Linked DNA regions of Triticum aestivum: region 1 is linked to region 2. Evidence: chromatin contacts called from public Hi-C data. All regions are on one chromosome and are shown on one strand. Each heading gives the region's core, a stretch centred on a gene start, on an enhancer-like site or on the middle of the called end of the contact. The rest is flanking DNA. Distances are from core to core; before and after follow the strand shown. Region 1 has its middle 38 kb from the start of LOC123046181. Region 2 holds the start of LOC123041725 (probable metal-nicotianamine transporter YSL9).

The links. A called contact is a pair of places that touch in the nucleus more often than the background predicts.
Region 1: a contact with region 2 is called in a Hi-C map of leaf, with 4 times the contacts expected there. The contact joins the enhancer-like site here to the promoter of LOC123041725 in region 2. A contact is called at or near these places in 2 of 5 Hi-C or Micro-C datasets (leaf and root).

The regions. Positions count from the first base shown.
Region 1 is chr2B:587,883,067-587,887,346 of IWGSC CS RefSeq v2.1, reverse strand. No RefSeq gene overlaps it. Among protein-coding and RNA genes, the nearest start is that of LOC123046181, 38 kb to the left of the region's middle. Within about 2 kb of position 2,621, at least 2 of the 8 cell types and tissues checked have an H3K27ac peak or open chromatin away from gene starts, as enhancers often do. A contact at or near this core is called in leaf, where this site is marked.
Region 2 is chr2B:587,592,699-587,597,482 of IWGSC CS RefSeq v2.1, reverse strand. LOC123041725 (probable metal-nicotianamine transporter YSL9) reads left to right here and starts at 2,586. Exons shown (of 7, transcript XM_044464297.1): 1 at 2,586-2,876; 2 at 2,970-3,142. The coding sequence starts at 2,669.

The sequences.
Region 1 (4,280 bases), core at 1,372-3,871, 290 kb before region 2:
CATGTGTCGCCGATGTGTGGGGGGTTGGATGGCTCGATTGCCACTTCGTCACTGTCCTCGGCGACGATGACGCCAGCCACCCAAAGGGGCGGGAGCCCGACGGGGACGAGGAGGCCGTCTCCATTCGCCTCGGCATCCAGGAGCTGCCTCAGCGGTAAGAGAAGGAGGGGGAGTCGGGTACTCCAACCGCGGCTTGTTGCCGACCTCGATGTGCTCGGGGACAGCTTCGAGTGTGCGGCCGGGGACGCCCCACCATTGGCGCCGCCCCTCGGAGTTGAGGCGACCGCACGTCTCGGCGCCGTTCATGGAGGCGAGCTGGTCGGCGTGGCGGCGCTCGAAGTACACCATCCACAACGTTTGGCTGTCGGGGGCATACCTCGGCTCCTGCCGCACCTGCTCCGGCAGCGAGGATCGGATGCGCGCGATCTCGGCGCGCCGATCGGCACCGGCGGGTGGCGGTGGACCGGCGATCGGCACATGGCATTGATGCAAATGCAAGAAAAACACAATCACAAACACTCCAAAACATGGATACAACATGACATGGTGAAACTACATGCAAAACCAAGTAAGTTTCATATAGTACATGATCAAAACGGAGCAACGGTTCAACACATACACACGAAACAAGTTTAAAAGACAAACTGCTCAAAATAGCAAGTAGGCATATTACAAGCAAGGAAACAACATGCTACAGGAAACATATGGGCACAAACTTGATATGTATTTCAAGTACAGATTACATGCTTCAAATATCATTAAGGTTCAGGTACATAGGCATCAGGATTAAACCAATATGATCAATACATAATGCAAAGTTCTGTTACAGATTCATGACTGTAGAAAACTAGGCATATACATGAGCAGAGTTAATATGATGGCATGTTGGAGGCATGAAACAAGTGTGCTACAGTGCTTGAACATGGCATCAAAAGGCATAGCATGCTATTACATATCATGGAGCTCAAGACTTCATGATATGAGCAACAAGTTCATGGCATTCATCAAGACAAGATGCAAACATGAAATAGCATATCTCAGACTTAGTGAAAATATGGGAATCCAACAATAACATTAAGATGCTGACTTTGGAGGCACACAATAGTAAGCATAGCAATTTTAATAATTATGCAAAGGTCATAAGCATGACGTAGGCATGTCATAATTCCAATTAAACCAGTGGCACAATTTATAAGATGCATATATTAATTACAATGAGCTTTGCAAAATGGAACATGCTGTTAATAGACTGACAACAACATTTTCAAGCAATTTGAGAGCATGAAAACAACAAGCTATAGTAGGTTATAAATGCAAACAAAGGCATGAATGGATAGAGCATAACATGGTCTTCAAAACATGAGTACTGAACATCTCCATATTATGCATAGATTTGATGCTAGCATCAAGCATGGCGTCATAATATAACAGATTCTGACTTACCAGAAATTACTAAGTCTCTGAAAACAGCAAACAACGAGTAGGCCACTTGGCAAGCTTGTTCTAGTCACTACAGTGCATATCATGAAGAATGGATCACACCATTGCAAAGATGACATGATTGTGCTTTGAAACATGTAGGCAAGTTGCTCAAAAGAAAATCATACAAAAAGATATGAAAAAGACAAAATCGCAATTTTTATCAGCTTTCAGCATTTAACATCAACAAGCACTTTTGCAACAGAATTTGTGGCATGAAGATGATCCCTAACATGAATGCAAAAACAACCATCATCAAGAGCACAGAGGGTAGATCATTTGCATATATTACACGTCTCCATAGGATCAATAAGGACAAAATTATAGCAATCACAAAAATTATAGGAAAATGAGTGAGCGCAATGTACTGATGCATCGCCCATGGCGAGGAAAACAGGGGCTCACCATGGGCTTGGCCCAGTTTGCGAGGAGGCTGGCTGGCTGGGCCTTGGAGACGCGTTGGGCCGGGGCGGGGCCGGCCCACGTGTGAAGGCACGGCTTCGCGTGCGCCTGCACGCGTGCGCGGACGAGGGAGGCCGCGCCGGCGGGGTCTCCGGCGATGCGGCGGCGAGACGGCGAGGGGCGGCACCGGGCGAGATGGAGGGGGCGGATCCCGGTCCGGCGGGGCCAGACGACGACGAGGAGGCTTGGTGGGGGCGCAGAGGAGCTCGGAGTTGGACTCCCATAGCGGCGGACGGCGAGGCGAGGTGCTGGCGCGGGGCGGCGGTATTCGGCGAGGCAGCGGGGCGGTGGAGGCTCCTAGTGGCTCGCCACCGGCGAGGCTGACGGGGGGGCGCGGGCGCTCGGGCTAGGCGTACCTGAAGGAATCCGTCTGTCGTGCATGGTGGCATGTCATGTGATAGGAACGAACTGCGTAGTTTATTTCCACTAATAATGCCCGCTTAGCTAATCTCAACCCAAGTGTGTCCTTGTCGTTGGACCTTAGCTAGACCGGTTCGTATATCTATTCCGGGGTCGTGTACGACCGATGCTATTGAAAAAGGAGCACGTGGCATAAGTCAAACGGCGTAGTGTCACATGAAGAGCTTTGGATTTTTGTATAAGCGGGATCGATCTGGCGTGGAAGTGTTAAACAATTGTACGGTGGGTGCTTACCGCAAGGTGAGATCATGCTGCCATCATAAATCAGCCATTTTCTTGTACATATATATCTCCTGTGGCTGCGTAGTCGGCAGGACTGGAAAGATTGACCTCAAGATATACGTACGTACGTTCTCAGCTAAATGTTGCAAGACCGTTGAAACGTCAGAGATAAGATTGTTATTATGCCCATTAGCATAATTGAATTTACTGCATTTTCATGTGTGGTGAAAAGTGCTGCTGACCGTCTACGTGATCGGTACACGATCAAACTGCTTTATTATGCGGACTGCGTCCTGGATGCATGACTGGATTAGAAAGATGATTTCTCCTAAAAGAAGATCATTTCAACAGGCATATACCATTTTCTAGCCCTTTTCAACTTTCCAGTGGACCCTGACCTAGTTAGGCGAGTGAATTGCAAAAAACATCGACACTTCAGGCAAGGTTTGCAGGAACCACATATTTACGGAATTGTGCCAAAAAGCACTAATTTTTTTTCATAATTTTTTGCAAAAAACACTAGTTGGCAGTTTTGGTCGTTTTGATGACGATTATGACAGGTGGGTCCCGGAAATGATGACGTGGCATAACTGATGATGCTAGAGGTCGTTAGAGATACTTTTTTACCAAAAACTCCCTCACTTCTTCAAAAAAGAACACCCGCGGTCAAACTGAAAAAACACTCCTGCGCATAGGACGGCCGGACCTTGCCTCCGCCACCGGCCTCGGGTCGTACACCTCTGGATCAGGAACATCGGACCAAACCGAGCACCGCCATGGCCGTCGCTTGTCGTTGATGTGGCTGGAGACAACCACGAGCTTCAGCATCATGTGCATCCGCCTCGCCCTGTCTCCCTCTCACTCCTGCTTCATTGACTGAGCCAGGGACACGCCATAGCCGTCGGCAGCGACCTTGCTCTCCAACCTCGGTCATGGCGCACCACCATCAAATTAGCCACCGGCAGACTCCTTCGGTCCTCATCCTAGACACCGTCTGGTCCGCAGCGTCAACGCCGACCTCCTGGACATCCCAGCGTCAAGCTCCGCCTCCTCCTGCACCCTCGCCGACAAGCTCCGAGCCCCGGTGGTCGTCGTTGTTTCTCAACTCGCCGTTCCATGCTACCTCGCCTTGTCCGAGCACGTGCACGGGCTCGTGGTGCGTCTTCTCTGGTCCGCTCACTGCAGCCTTCAAGCATGTCCCGGCGTCTGCATCAGGAGGCCGACGCCGAGCCCCTCAAGGTGCCAGCACGCATGGGCACCGGAAGCCCGGGTCCGAGCTCGCGGGCACGCTGCCCGCCGCCGCCCTTGCCCCAGCTGGCCGCCACCGGATCGACCTCCATCGCCCCCGCCCTGCAGCATGGCCGACTGGCCGCGGCCGGCGCGGCTGCAGCTCGCGGCCGCCAGGGCTGCTGCTTGCGCCCATCCGCGGCCACCGCGGCTGATGCTCACGCCCGTGCGCGGCCACCGCGGCTGCTGCTCCGGTGTCAGCTCCCCCAGCAGCTTCGCCCCCGCAAAAGCTGCTGCTGCTGCCGGTGCTCCGGCGCCCGCGGTAGCTGCTGCTCCGGTGGGGAAGGGGGCCGGAGAGAAGACGCGAGGAGGAGGGGGCTGATTGCTTTTTAAGTTTTTGAAGAAGGGCGTCGGTGTAAAATCCCCTATTTAACGGCGTCACCTGCGAACCGTTACGCCACGTCATAATT
Region 2 (4,784 bases), core at 1,337-3,836:
ATTCAAAAAAGTATTGTAAACTTGTATTTAAAAGAATTTATCTAATGTATTTGAAAAATGTCGAAAGTGTATTAGAAAATATTACACGTGTGTGCTGAAATTGTGCATTGGGTACTGAGAATAATTAGACATGTGTAAAAAAGAAAACCGGTTACCGATAAAGAAACAAAATAAAAGCGAAAAAACAAACAATATGAAGAAAAAACAAAAAGTATAAAGAAGAAAGGAAAACCAGATAAAACCATTGGAAAAACAAGGAAAAAAGCAGAACAAAACCAAAGAAAAAACAAAGGAAAACAAAAAGAAAAAAATAAAGAAAAAGGAATACCAACTAAATCTTCTCAAGGTTCAAAATAGACCGGGATAAGAGAGTTTGGTATGCTGATTTCTGGGATTGAGAGTTCAGTTTGATTTAGATTTCGTCTACAAGTTCAAGGCTTATTTTGGTCATTTCCCTAAAAAAAATTATGAAATAATATCAACCGTCAGACATATTTGTTTTTATACAAGTTTTTAGTCCTCGCCAAAAACAAACAAACAATAAAACACCTTTGATTTAATGAAAGAGGCGCTTCCTGGACTGGTTTGGAAGCAAGCCACGCAAGGAGAGTTGCCTCCTCTCCCCAATTTCATCCTCATATTTGTTATGTATCTTGATCAGATCAGTGATCACTACTACTAGTTCGCAACAAAAAAAAGATCAGTGATCACTGATTAGTCCTTTCAGACGAGAATCCGTGTGATTTGCTGCGTATTACTCCCAGTGGCGGAGCTAGGATATGAAAACAGGGTGGTCCACAATTTCGACAACAAATATAGAATGTCAGCACATAGAAATAGAATAATATGTTGTTGCAGACATACTAAAATTCTCAATTAAGTGTCAGTTTTGCATAAAAGAAGTCTACATAATACATACCTTGAGAAGTTTAAAGAAGCATGTCTCCAAAAAAGAGAAGCAATGTCTATGGTCCTCTTCCCTCTTCAATTACTCTGCAATAAAATTTACTTATTTTTTAATCATAAGTTCATAACCAGTAAATTTAAATTTGTATCATGTAGACAATTTGCATGTTCTGAATATGGAACTACATTATATACCTGTAAATTTCAATTTGTATCATGTAGACAATTTGCATGTTTCTGAGTATGAAACTACATTATATTCAGAAATTTTAGATTGTAGCTTGGAGGTCCAATATATCTAGATATTTCAATTGTGCAACTTTCTTGTGCAAAGGACGAGCGAAAGAAAAAAACATTGTTTTTTGACCAATCTCATATGGCAATACACAGGCATACAGCCAGACCTGCTTGCAGGTCCACCGCTGACCCAGGCACTAAATGGTCGCTGGTGGGGTAGACATGGGCACGGCCATGGCCGGCGGTGGCCATGCCAAAGAAACACGGTGCAAGCAACCAGTTTGCGAGCAACAGAGCGAGCAGTAAAAGGGGCAATGGCGGTCGGCGTCGACAGGAGGAAGAAGGGTCCTACTTGCGGCTCTGAATCCGTTGTCTGAATTAACTATGAAAGGTGCAGGAGCAGGCCTCGGTCACCAATACAGCAGGGGGACCAGGGAAGACGAAGCACCGGTTATATAACATGCACTTGGGACTCCTGCACCTCCCAAGTGCATGTTACCGGTTATATTACCCCCACTATGGCTAGCCTTATGCGGAGTCACCTTTCTTTCAGCTACGCAATCGTGTCAGTAAAAGATTTTTCGAGCCACCGCAGTCCGCAGATCGATCTCGCCCGGATCTTCGTTGACTCTGTTATTTTTTAGATAAAAATCTCTCCAATTTCAGCCCCTTGGATCTGGAGTTCTGATTGGACGGGGCTCGTTCCCGAGCGTTGATCAGCAGATATTTTATCGACGATGCGTGCCGAGGAGCAACTCCCGTCAGTTTGCTTGTATGCCGACCGCCAGGCTCGCCACCATCCCGCGCGCCGTCAGCTGCTCCCGCCACGGCGGCACGCGGCCCCGCGCGTGCCCGGCCCCCAGCTCGGAGTCGTCGCCGTCGCCGTCGAGCTCGCGGATCTCCTCGAAATGGACTCTGCGGCCGTCCCGCGAGTGCGGCGCCATCGCGAGCTCGACGCCCGGCGACGGCGGCGGCCTCCGGTGCTTCCTCCGCCTGTCCTGCTGCACAGTGGTGACAGATTCTCGCAGCGTCAGATTCGAGCCCGGGGCCAGACGGAGTCACCGGACCGCCGGACAGAGGACGGTGTTCGTTAATCATTAGTGAGCTCTACACTTGTACTACTGGCACCGAGCGAGCTCTCTCGAGAGAGCTGTGAGTGATTCCAAGGCAGAATCCATGGAGCAAGAAGGACATTCTTGATTCTTCGGTTAGAATGGAGAATTGCGGATACAGAGAGCATGAGAAAAATCTCACCTGCTGGGCCCTCTAGCTTCGACCAAAAAGCTTGGGAGCTTGGGAGCGACCACTTCAGAAAATGATGGAAAGGCGACGGAAGAGGACACACCACACCAATGTATGCTCCGCACCGTAGCAATCGGTGGCTGCTCCCCGTGAGGCTGTGTAGCAGATGCGGACAATGCTTCGGTGTCTTAAGGCACCTACCTTTGTGTCTATGACATGTGGGTCCAACAGGTGGCTGGCCCACATGTCAGTGATTCAAAGGCATGTGCTTTAAGGCACCGCAATGTACAGCGTCATCGTGATGAAGCTCAACCTCACCACGGGCCTCGTCCCCACGCTCAACGTCTCCGCCGCGCTCATCGCCTTCGTCGTCCTCCGCGGCTGGACCAAGGCGCTGGCCCGCCTCGGCGTTGCCGCCCGCCCCTTCACGTGCCAGGAGAACACCGTCGTGCAGACCTGCGCCGTCGCCTGCTACAGCATCGCCGTCGGAGGTCAGTGCTGGCCACACATCACATCCGCCAATTTGTCAAGTGGAGACCTTGGATTGAGACGCGTCCTTGGATTTTTCCCTTCCCTTCCCACAGGCGGGTTCGGGTCCTACCTGCTCGCGCTCGACAAGAACACCTACGAGATGGCCGGGGAGGAGACGGAGGGCAACGTGCCAGGGAGCTACAAGGAGCCCGGCATTGCGTGGATGACCGGCTTCCTCCTCGCCGTCAGCTTCGTGGGGATCATCGCGCTCGTCCCTCTCAGGAAGGTCCGTATGCCCGTGCTCCCCATACTGTTCCAAATTACCTTCACAAGCTAGAGCTGGCGAACTGCTTACCTTTCTTCCAAACTTGCTCCTCTACAAATGTTGCTTGCATACTGTCAAAGTGGTAATCAACTCCTTGTCACTATCTGTATTGCTCTTGCTTCGACGACTGAAAAATGTTGGCTCCTTCTGCTGTCCTACGCCTACGCGTGCGGCGTAAGGTCTTTTTGTCTCTGTCTTGCTATCCTTGTTTGTTTATAAGGATAAGACCAACTCACGGATTAGGCAAGCTGACTTTGATTTACTTTGGTGATGTAGTTTGACGTCAGTACTAGGAGTACCATTTTCATGCTTTTTTTGCCTTCGAATTGTGGAGCTCCTCGCTCCTGATTTCATTTCTTTCATTTTCATGATATCCGATTTGACCGGTGATGGCCTCATGGTCCCTACTGAATGTGCCTTGTTTTTTGAGTAAAAATAGCAGGATCATTGCTAGTATTCACTAAGAAAGGACTGTTACAAAACATAAAAAGCCAGGGCACATTTTTGAATTCGACATGTTCCAATGGGATAGGCTAACTAGGACTCTAGGACCAATCGGATACGCTGCACTGCAATCTGTGCAATACCCTTGGAAACCTTGGGGAACACCTCGTGGTATGCAATAGAGTAGATGAAATGAATAACAATGTAGAGCCATTACAAGATGTGACAAACAAACACCTATCACTAAGTCGTCATTCTCTTGAAACAAACACTTGTGTCCATGTCATTGAGTCTAGCCTGTGAAGGCCAGGACATGGATTTTCATCTTGGATGCCGGATCCTTCAAGTCAAAGGTAAAAGCATCAACAGAAGGACAATGCCTTCAACAAGGAGAGGATGCAAGTTTGTCGAGACAATGCCTTCAACAAGGAGACGACGCAAGTTTGTCGTTGCCGTTTGACTAGTAAAGCCATATCACGGGATTTAACCTAGATATGAATAGTGTTCCAGTCACCGTCTTGATGGTGGATCTTCCAACAGCTGCTGGACCCATTACTCGGAGCGAACCGACCTTGATATCCACCGGAGATAGCCGCCACTAGGCCACCACCGGAACTCCTCTCAATCGTGCACTGACTTGGCCACAATCATCTTTGATTAGACCGAATCAGTAATCCCCCACGTCCTGCAACATGCCTCTGTTAAGCTTTAACAACAATTTTTGGATAAATTGCGAAAGCCAAGATTTGAACTCGAGACCTTAGGCCCTGCTACCATGTTAAGATTCATGCACTAACCAACACAACCAAAAGTCTACCGATGGAAAGGGCTAGACAATCCACATACACTTCAACACATCCCGACCTAGGCAATCCACACATACACTTCAACATCCCCTCTCACGTGTGACGCAGGAAGTCAACACATGAGAAGACTAAGAGGTATGGCTCAAGAGACTTATACGTGGACACAGAGGGGGCACCATCATTTTTTGGATAAACTGCGAAAGTTAGGACTTGAGCTCAAGACCTTAGGCTCTGATACCATGTTAAGCTTCATGCAGTAACCAACGCAACCAAAAACCCGAACTAATGGAAAGAGCTAGGCAATCTACCTATACACTTCAACAACCTCCACCTATCATCAAAAGGGGAGAGGG